2 separate regions of the Zea mays genome follow, and region 2 is linked to region 1. A link is a contact called in public Hi-C data. All regions are on one chromosome and are shown on one strand. The core of a region is the stretch at or near the end of the contact, and the rest is flanking DNA. Distances in the headings are between cores, read along the strand shown.

Region 1 (4,211 bases), core at 875-3,374:
TCTGTTGGATATATTTCTCTGTCTATTGTCCCTGACAGATGGTCCATATTGTGACGGTGGGAGTGGAGCTCACTGTTTGATTTTTTTGGTACTCAAGCGTCGCTCCTGTTCACTTTCCTCAGCCCTTCCAGAAGCTGAGAGATTGAGGGCGGAGCGTGATTTTCGCGGTGATTTTCCTGCTCCCATATCGTTGGCGGCCGGTTGATAGCGAGTTGTGCTGGAGGGGGAGGTGCCTGTGACAGGATCTGTGGTTGCTGTCCGTGGGCAACAAGCTGTGTCGAAGGAGGTCGAACTCCCAACGCGATGTGTGGTGGCGGGGATAGTTCAATGACGTTTTCAGTTCCAACCTGTAGCGATGGTGCTCCAGCTCGTGTTGACACGGTCGATCTGGTGAGGGAGCTCTTCCTTTGTTTCAAGTCTTTTGTCTCCCTGTCACTGGCAACTGGTTAGTTGAGGCTGGCATTTGGACCTTGCCGGAGTATAGGATGCGTGGTCGGTTCTGTGAGGATCTGAGGGGCTGAATTTGTTGTTTCACATCGTGGCTAGAGTCGAGCGGTGCTGAGTTGTTGAGTTAAAGTAGTCATTTATAATTATGTGATACATCCACAGTTTTTGCTGTTGACCAGTGGGCCATATTGGCATAGTAGGAGTTTACTGTTTTGATTTTTCTAGGTATCGCACCTCTTCACTTTCCCCATCCCCTTATGGAAGGCGTGAGATAGAGTGTCGAACGGAGCTTCCCACGACGATGCTGCTGTTTGCCGGCGAGCTCTCCCCCCTACCCATTTCTTCTACTCCTTTGTAAGGCTCAGGTTGTTTGTTCTTGATCATCTTTTTTCTGTATTAGTTCGCCATTGTATATTTTTATCTTCAGTTTTTTCATTTGGTTGTTGCCTCAAATTTTTTTCTATATTTGTTATTCATTTTTTTATTTTTTTATATAGAGAGCTGCCTACAGAGAGAAGGTGCTAATTGAAGCAGAGAAACAGTTTCAGGACGATTTCAATTTTTTGAAGGAAAAGGTATTAGTTGATTTTGGCCAATTAGTGGATGTCCAACGTATTGACAGTATTTGCCAAGTTATGTGCGACAAGTTCAAGGGTTGTTGTTCGGTTTGCAAGACAATGTGTATTGAAGCTATAGTCGATTCTGTGAAAATTATGGTTGAAGCAATGTCTATCAAGCATCAGGAGATTTTGAATTCCATGAACCCTCTAGTGAAAACTATGGCTGTTAAGCAGATGAGAAATACACCCATACTGATATCAATGTACAACCAGCTATTGTTAAGTCGGATGAGAAAGTCGTTGTTGCAGACTTTGTTGAGTCATCTGATGGGAAAAGGTCTTGGTGTGGGTACTAGCAATCCTCTGGTAACAGTGCCCATACATCTGAACACATCAACACACCAGTCGTTTATAGGTCGGATGCAAATACTGCAACTTCTGTGAAGCCCCCAGCGGGTTAGCGTTTTAATCTCCATTTGTCTTTTTTGGTTCCATGCACTTTATTGTTTAATGCATCTAGACTCTATATTATATGCTGATTTTTTTTATTGTGTGTGTTCATAGCATTTTTAAAATCCATCTAGATGTTTTTTGTGCTTTTAATATGTTGAACATGAAACTATATTTAATTTCCAGCAGTCACTGCCCTACCACATGAACCTTTGTTTTTGCTCATAGCCTGCTAGCTGCTGGCCACAAACAAATGCATTTTATGTGCAGGATGACAATTTATATGTGTGGGATGTAGAAATTTGCTATTTTAGAGATTGTAGGCGAATTTTTATGCATAGTTTTTGGTATCGTTGTCTTGTAGTATTCATCCTAGTCTTTTTGTATGTTTATCCCTTTTTTATTTGCCTTTTTTTGTTTGTGGTTTCATGTTTAGTATCTTATATTGGTGGGTTATTATTGCACTATTTTTGGTTGTCATGTAAAATCTATCCTAATCTGATGTATGTATATTTTTCCTTAAATTTTTATTGTAGAGCGTGTTCATCCACTCAACAAGCGATTCCATTTCTCCAAAACTGACAAGTTGGGTCGCTTTCCACGTACAAGCCTCTTCTCACCTGTGGGTCTTTTTGACCTCCACATTTCAGATGATGAAAGTGACCACAAAAAAATACTGCACCTGCTAGTGCTATATGTCCACATGGGTCAGATGTCATTCCAATCGGGTTAGGTCATTCTATTTTGCCTACATGCACCCATGGTGTTCATCCTACTCCTCCCAATGTTGTATTACAACCTTTAATTAAGTCACATGCAAATTCCTCTAGAAGCCTTATTGAGTTGTGTCCTGAAAGTGCAACAGCAGCAGTAGCCAACACTGATGTACCAGATAAGGTTGTTTCTGTGCTAGTTTCTCATGCTCAAAAGGTCTGCTATATGCCTTTTTTCACTGTTCTTTTTGGTTAGCAGAGTTCCTATTTTTTACTTATATGTATTTCCTTTTTGTCCTCTATGTCAGTCTCATGTTGCTGGGGCAGTTCCTCCAGTGAATGACACATTCTTTGAGCCAACATTAACATGTAATCTTTCAACACTGAACTCAACAGAAAGGCCTAGGAAGTTCGAAGGGATAAGTGGCAAAAATCAAGATGTTATTGTTATTGACGATCATGTGAGAGCGGTTCAGGAGGTGATATTTTATTTTTCTTGCTACACTCCCCCATGTGGTCTGTTTTTGTGTTTGTTGTTATCTCCATTCTTTTAATTTTTTAATTTTATATCCTAAAACCCATGTTATGTTCTCCCATTTTTTATCCAGGTTCACAATGTTGCTGGTGAAATGGTTGGTGCTAGTTTATATGGCAGTAGAAGATCTAAATCAACAGCTATAGTTGACCAAATGTACAATGATAGGAATATATTCAATGATCCAGAAGCTAGGGGAAATTTGTTGGGATATCAACTAGAAGTGGCAAATTTAGTCAAAAGTGATATTCAGTATATTGGTGAAAATCGGTTACAAGCCCAACATCCTAGTGTCCCTTTACCATGTTCTGTTGTACAATTGCGATATTATTATATCCTTTGTGGCATGGGGCGTAGCCAATGGAAAGAGTAAGTGTATCTTGTATTCTTATTCCAATGCTTGATTATTTAGTATATTTTCTCTTCATATACTTCAAGCTTTATAATAAACCCATTTTTGTGTAGTTTTGTTGCAGTTCGGTTTTCAAAAACCACCACTATAAATTGGGAATATTTTGGACTGTCAATAGAACCCAATGGACATTGCGACAACTTTTTTATTGCTGGGTTCTGCCAAAAACATTTTGAAGATGTTCATCCAAGGATGTCAAAGAAACATTTCTTTTATCCCAAAGTTGGGGTAATTTTTTTCAACTCATTTTTTCCCACATGCAATATATGATGTTTTTTTATTTGCATGATTTTTTTGTATCAGTGTTTTTGTATCCAAGGCTGTTGTTGTTTATATTTTTTATTTATTTTTTGTTTTTTGCTATGTTTGTCTAATGTTTATTTTTAGTGCCCGATGTTGTTTTTTTGCTATGCAGTTTTTTGGATTTTTGTTTTTTGTTGGCTATGTTTTGTCTAATGTTTCTTTTTTGTCTGTCGTTGTTGTTTTGTTTGTTTTTTGTTGGCTATGTTTTGTTTGTTTTTTTGCTATGTTTTGTCTAATGATTCTGTTTTTTTTTCTGTTGTTGTTATTTTTTTTTGCCATGCTGCTGGTAGAACGTGTCGTGGGTATGGTGCTTGGTCATGGGAGCTTTTTTTGTACGTGTCTATCATTGGTTGAGATTAAATGCACTGAATCCACTTCAACATGTAGGCTAAGTGTTTGCAGACGGGAGAGACCTTCGTCATTAAGAAGTCCTAATCCTTGTCTCGTTGGCTCTTGTTTATACAAAGTCGAAATATATTGTTTTATGAACCTCTCATTATGTTCTATGATGCATTTGTTTTTGGTTACTGCAAGGGGGACATGTAATGTTTCTTTTTTTTGTTTGTCGTTGCTGTTTTGTTTGTTTTTTGGCTATGCTTGTTTTTTTGCTATGTTTTGTCTAATGATTCTGTTCTTTTTTCTGCTGTTGTTATTTTTTTGCTATGCTGCTGGCAGAACGTGTCGTGGGTATGGTCTCCAGGTATGGTGCTTGGTCATGGGAGCTTTTTTTTGTACGTGTCTCCAGGTCTCCAGGTATGATGCATTTGTTTTTGTTGGCTATGTTTTGTTTG
Region 2 (4,868 bases), core at 2,092-4,591, 860 kb before region 1:
TCATCCGAGTGGGTCGGGCTTCCGAATTCGTATTTGCGCGAGCGATGAATTTTAAATAATCACTGGACGCACCGATTTTCGGAACAACTATGTTCTGAACCTCACAAAAATTTGGGAAGAGCCTGGATAGATAAAAATAAAAACGATGTCGAACTCGCGACAGATAGAACAGATCCGATATAAAAATCGCGATAGACAAAAATGATTAAAATTTGACATCTGTTTTATCCACTGATATTACGTGCTTAAATCCATACTCGTTGTCGAGCAGAATATAAACACATGGGGTGTTACAGAAACGACCTAATGCTTGCAAGAGCCAAGAACATCGTGCCGTGCTTGGGTTGTAGCCTCGACCCGTAGTGCTGGCCCGGCCCGACACGATTATATTTTTTATTTTACAAAAAATGTCTATACATATATACAATTTATATTCAATATTAAAAAACATCTAAATATTATGTTCTACTGGTTAGGCAGCTTCATCCAGTGTCTCTCATACTTCTTCCATCATGGATTTAATCAAATGGGTCGACGGTCTAACGGGCTGGCCCGACACAGTCAGGAGGCCGGCATGATGTGCCTGGGCCAGAGTTGTGGCCTACGGGCGTCTGGCCCAAGCCGGGACGCCGTTTAGCCATCTATAGGCGTGTAAAGGATTAATTTGAGATAGTTGTCAGTGGTTATTTGTAAAAAGATGACGCGGGACGACCATTGGAACTGGTGCTTCAATTATAGTATAGACATCATCTGATTTGACTTTTTACTTCAATTCTTCTTATTTGGTCATGATTTATATTCGGAATTCAATATGAAAATTGTCTAATTATTCAACAGTGCGACATCAAATTTAATGTAAACTAGTCGGTTGCCCGTGCGTTGCGACAGCTTACAACAATACCCACGTAAACTATCCATCAAAAAAATTTAAGATTTTTTATTGATTGTCTCTACTCTCTGTATAATATTTTTTGATTTGGCTAACTGATGTTATTGTTTACTCCATGCAATATGTCTTGGTACAACACGACCAATGAAGTGAGCGATTAGAAGAAAGTTCACAACGACTGACTGAACAAACAAAGATTATAAAATGACATAATTCCACCGTACAGAGACTAAATAAGAGAAAGTTTGTGAGCTCAAGTTTCTAAAATAAATCACATGAAGTCAAATTTATAAAAAAGATAGATCAAAATATGGAGTGATTGCTAAAGTCAGGCATCAATAAAAACTGGATGCACTCCATATAAATTATGCTACTTCGTAGCAATTACTAACGTTTAAAACCAACAAATAACATTTCATTTTACTGTTAGTGTGATAAATCATTGTTGCTTCATCCAATTCAGTAACCTCAAACACCATGCAGTCCATTGCGCCAATGTGGTCTCCGAAACGACCTAATGCTTGCAAGAGCCAAGAACGCCGTGACGTGCTTGGGTTGTAGCCTCGACCCGTAGTGCTGGCTCGGACCGACACGATATATTTTTTTATTTTACAAAAAAACGTATATACATATATACAATTTATATTCAATATTAAAAAACATCTCAACATTATGTTCTACTGGCTAGGCAGCTTCATCCAGTGTCTCTCATACTTTCCATCAGAGATTTAATCAAATGGGTCGACGGTCTAACGAGCTGGCCCGACACAATCAGGAGGCCGGTATGATGTACCTGGGCCAGAGTTGTGGCCCGCGGACGTCTGGCCCATGCTACGCCGCCGTTTAGCCATCTATAGACGTGCAAAGGATTAATTTGAAATAGATGTCAGTGGTTATTTGTAAAAAGATGACACGAGACAACCGTTAAATATGGTGCTTTAAGTATAATATAGACTAGTTTACAAGCGGAGGAAAAGATAAACTGAAAACGAGGAGACGTCAGGATAGCAATGATATGAGTTGTGATAGAAAGCAGCGACTATCCCATACTGTACTGATGTACTAGGGTATGATACTACCAACAACCTCTCGTGTCGCTAGTGCGTTAGGTCGGTTGGCACTTGTTTGTAAAAATAGAGATTTGATAGAACGGTTTATTCGATCAGATCATTAAATATTACTATATTTTGTTCTTGATTTTTTGCTAATTAAAGAGAAGATCAAAACAGATACTATCAGCCATCACTTGTTCCATACAATAATATTTGTATCGTTTTCTCTGATTCTGCTCATAGGCTGCGTATATTATTAGTCGATGTCGAGTAAGGGATATGCGTCGAGATAGTAAGCTTTGCTGCATCTAAATAAGCAGTGTTGTCTATCTAGAAAAGAATATAGTTCTCGCATCTAAAGGAACCAGATATTTTAATAGAGTGTTTGGTTTGAGGAAATGATCTAATCCATTATCTTCTTACTACTTATTATTTTTGTTTCTTTTGTGAAATGAAATGAGTTGATCATCACCAACTCATTTCTCATAGTTAGTTAGTTATTACTAATATGAGAAATGGTGTCATCCCATCAAATTTGAGGATTGAACCCATGATGCACCACCTAAATTTGGATGTAGTGATTCTTTAAACCAAACACCCACTAAAGTTTCAGCGACGTTATATAAAAAATACTAATATCTACAATACAAAATAAATATCATTAGATTAACTATAAAATATGTTTCATAAGAAATAGGTTGGGATTAAAACGTGAATACTATTTATTATAAATTTGGTTACGCTTGAACCATTTTAAGCGACACAAATGCCATGATTTTATTATTTTGTGGACCGGGTGAGTACAATAAAAGACGAACTGACCTGACCTGCACGGAAACCCCTGTCGTTAAGAATGCTAGTGATGAGGAAAGGCTAACAACGTGGCTGCTGACTACTTCATCTGGTGTTTGTCGTTTTGGACAAGTCAAACTTATAAAATTTGACTACAAACAACTATTTTATTATTTAATTTTGAAACCTAATATTTATATGTACTAATTTGTAATAACAAATATTTTTTTATAAAAGTATAAATATATTAAAAGTTTATTTGTATTTTAAAAAAAAACATTAGTTAAAGTTATATTTTAAAGACCGTGTCTTCGTTCTAAACGACAATTAATTGAAAACCGGACAGAATAAATAACTAGCACGTCCACGTGATAAACGATTAGAAAACATCCGTCGCTAGAACCTTTGGTTATTTTTTTTAGTGAAAATGCCGAGTGGTGAATTTATTTGGCACCCACCCACCTAAATCACGATTAGAAAAGTTGCCGCCAGCCTGAAGCGAAATTCAAAAACTCACTCACGGGCTCACGGCCCGGACCGGAGGCCACACACAGGCAGCAACCAACCGGGGACATACGTGGCGTCTGTCGACTGCACCCTCGCCCGCGGCCCCCGGTATACCGTGTGAACGGGTGCCCAACCGCTGGACGCGCTCCAAAAAGGCAGGCGGCGCGCCTGTCTGAAACGGCTTCTCGTTCGTGCCTCCTTCGCCAACTGTCCACCGCGCTGCCGGTGCTCTTTCCTCTCGTCCCCCATGGATGCTTCCTTCTGGTGCTAGTGGAAACTAGAGCAGTGCCTCCCAGGATCCTCTCGCCCGCGGGCTCCGAGTTGCCGCCTCCGCCTCTCTGGTAAGCGCCGCTCATTCGCTTCCTTCCCCCTGTGTGCAGTGTGCTCCGGGTCGAGCAGTTTCCGCCTGTACTACTTCCTGTTGTGTGTTGCTTGTTGTTTGACCCCGAGCAACCGCCGTCCGCCGCTACCGTTCGTTCCGTTCCTGCCGTCTGGTCTGTTGCCCTCGCATTTTCTTTGCCCGCATCTGCAGCGCGGGCTCTCAAATTTGGAGAGTGTGCTTCAGCAACGAAGCAGAACCGATGGCTGTTTGAGTTGTAGCCCACTGAAATGAGCTTTCCTGGGTGCCGATTCCGCCCAGGAATGTTTCTGCGGTGCCTAGGAAGCTTCTTAGGTCTTCGCTTGTTAGGTAGGACTCATTCGGCTTCGGAGGAGGAGCAATTGCAATCGAGGTGCCCGTTTTTTTTAAATAAAAAAAATCGAGGTTCTCATCAGCCCATGTGGTGGTTCGGATCCCATCTCGTCGATTAGAATGGCTTATGTTGAACAGAAGATCGGCCTTGTCGTATCTTCTCAAGCTCATCATAAACTCAATCTCTGACACCTTTCAGGAAAAAAACATGGTGTGCATGTGTTACAAAAGGATTTCTAGCAGTAGGCGGGGCTTCCTTCAACATTGTTAATGTTACAAAAGGATTTCTCTACCAAGTTTTATTGGGGAAAATCAGTATCTTGTAGTTTCACCAAATTCTTCTAGGACGTTGCAATTTTGGTTGATGACGACTGCTCATACGTGTTGTCAGCCGAAAGACATGCCTTATTAGTGAAGAACCGGTAGGTGGAATTTAACTTCTACCGGTATCACGACTAGTCGACTTAGTAGGCATACTCTACTCTACAGTGATATCCTCGTATCTTTGGTACCCTGTGCCTTTGCTACGACACATGCAATCCCTATTTTGATTGTGCGTTGAACTACTTGTACATTGGTGACAAAAAAAATATTTGTTGCTGACTTCTATGCAAAATTTCTAGGAACAAGATGAAGCTGGTTTTCTGGCATTGGATTTTTCTATTCTTCGTGTTGCTTTCAACATCACAGGGTATGAGTTCAGATGGCCTAGCTCTTCTTGCTCTGTCCAAAACCCTAATACTACCAAGTTTCATAAGGACCAACTGGAGTGCTTCTGATGCAACTCCTTGTACATGGAACGGTGTTGGCTGCAATGGAAGGAACAGAGTGATTTCTCTCGACCTATCGTCATCAGAGGTCTCAGGTTTTATAGGACCTGAAATAGGGCGTCTGAAATACCTGCAGGTTCTCATTTTATCTGCTAACAACATATCTG

What was found. Hi-C and Micro-C count contacts between places; a contact is called where the count stands out from the background.
Region 2: a contact with region 1 is called in a Hi-C map of tassel, with 2.3 times the contacts expected there. The contact joins the promoter of LOC100381406 here to the promoter of LOC103653317 in region 1. A contact is called at or near these places in 2 of 25 Hi-C or Micro-C datasets (ear and tassel).

Annotation. Positions count from the first base shown.
Region 1 is chr4:63,546,178-63,550,388 of Zm-B73-REFERENCE-NAM-5.0, reverse strand. LOC103653317 reads left to right here and starts at 2,124. Exons shown (of 10, transcript XM_008680251.3): 1 at 2,124-2,387; 2 at 2,479-2,649; 3 at 2,779-3,074; 4 at 3,171-3,345; 5 at 4,096-4,173. The coding sequence starts at 2,800.
Region 2 is chr4:64,409,132-64,413,999 of Zm-B73-REFERENCE-NAM-5.0, reverse strand. It overlaps LOC100381406 (putative leucine-rich repeat receptor-like protein kinase family protein), which reads left to right and starts at 3,341. Exons shown (of 3, transcript NM_001320806.1): 1 at 3,341-3,581; 2 at 4,555-4,868. The coding sequence starts at 4,562.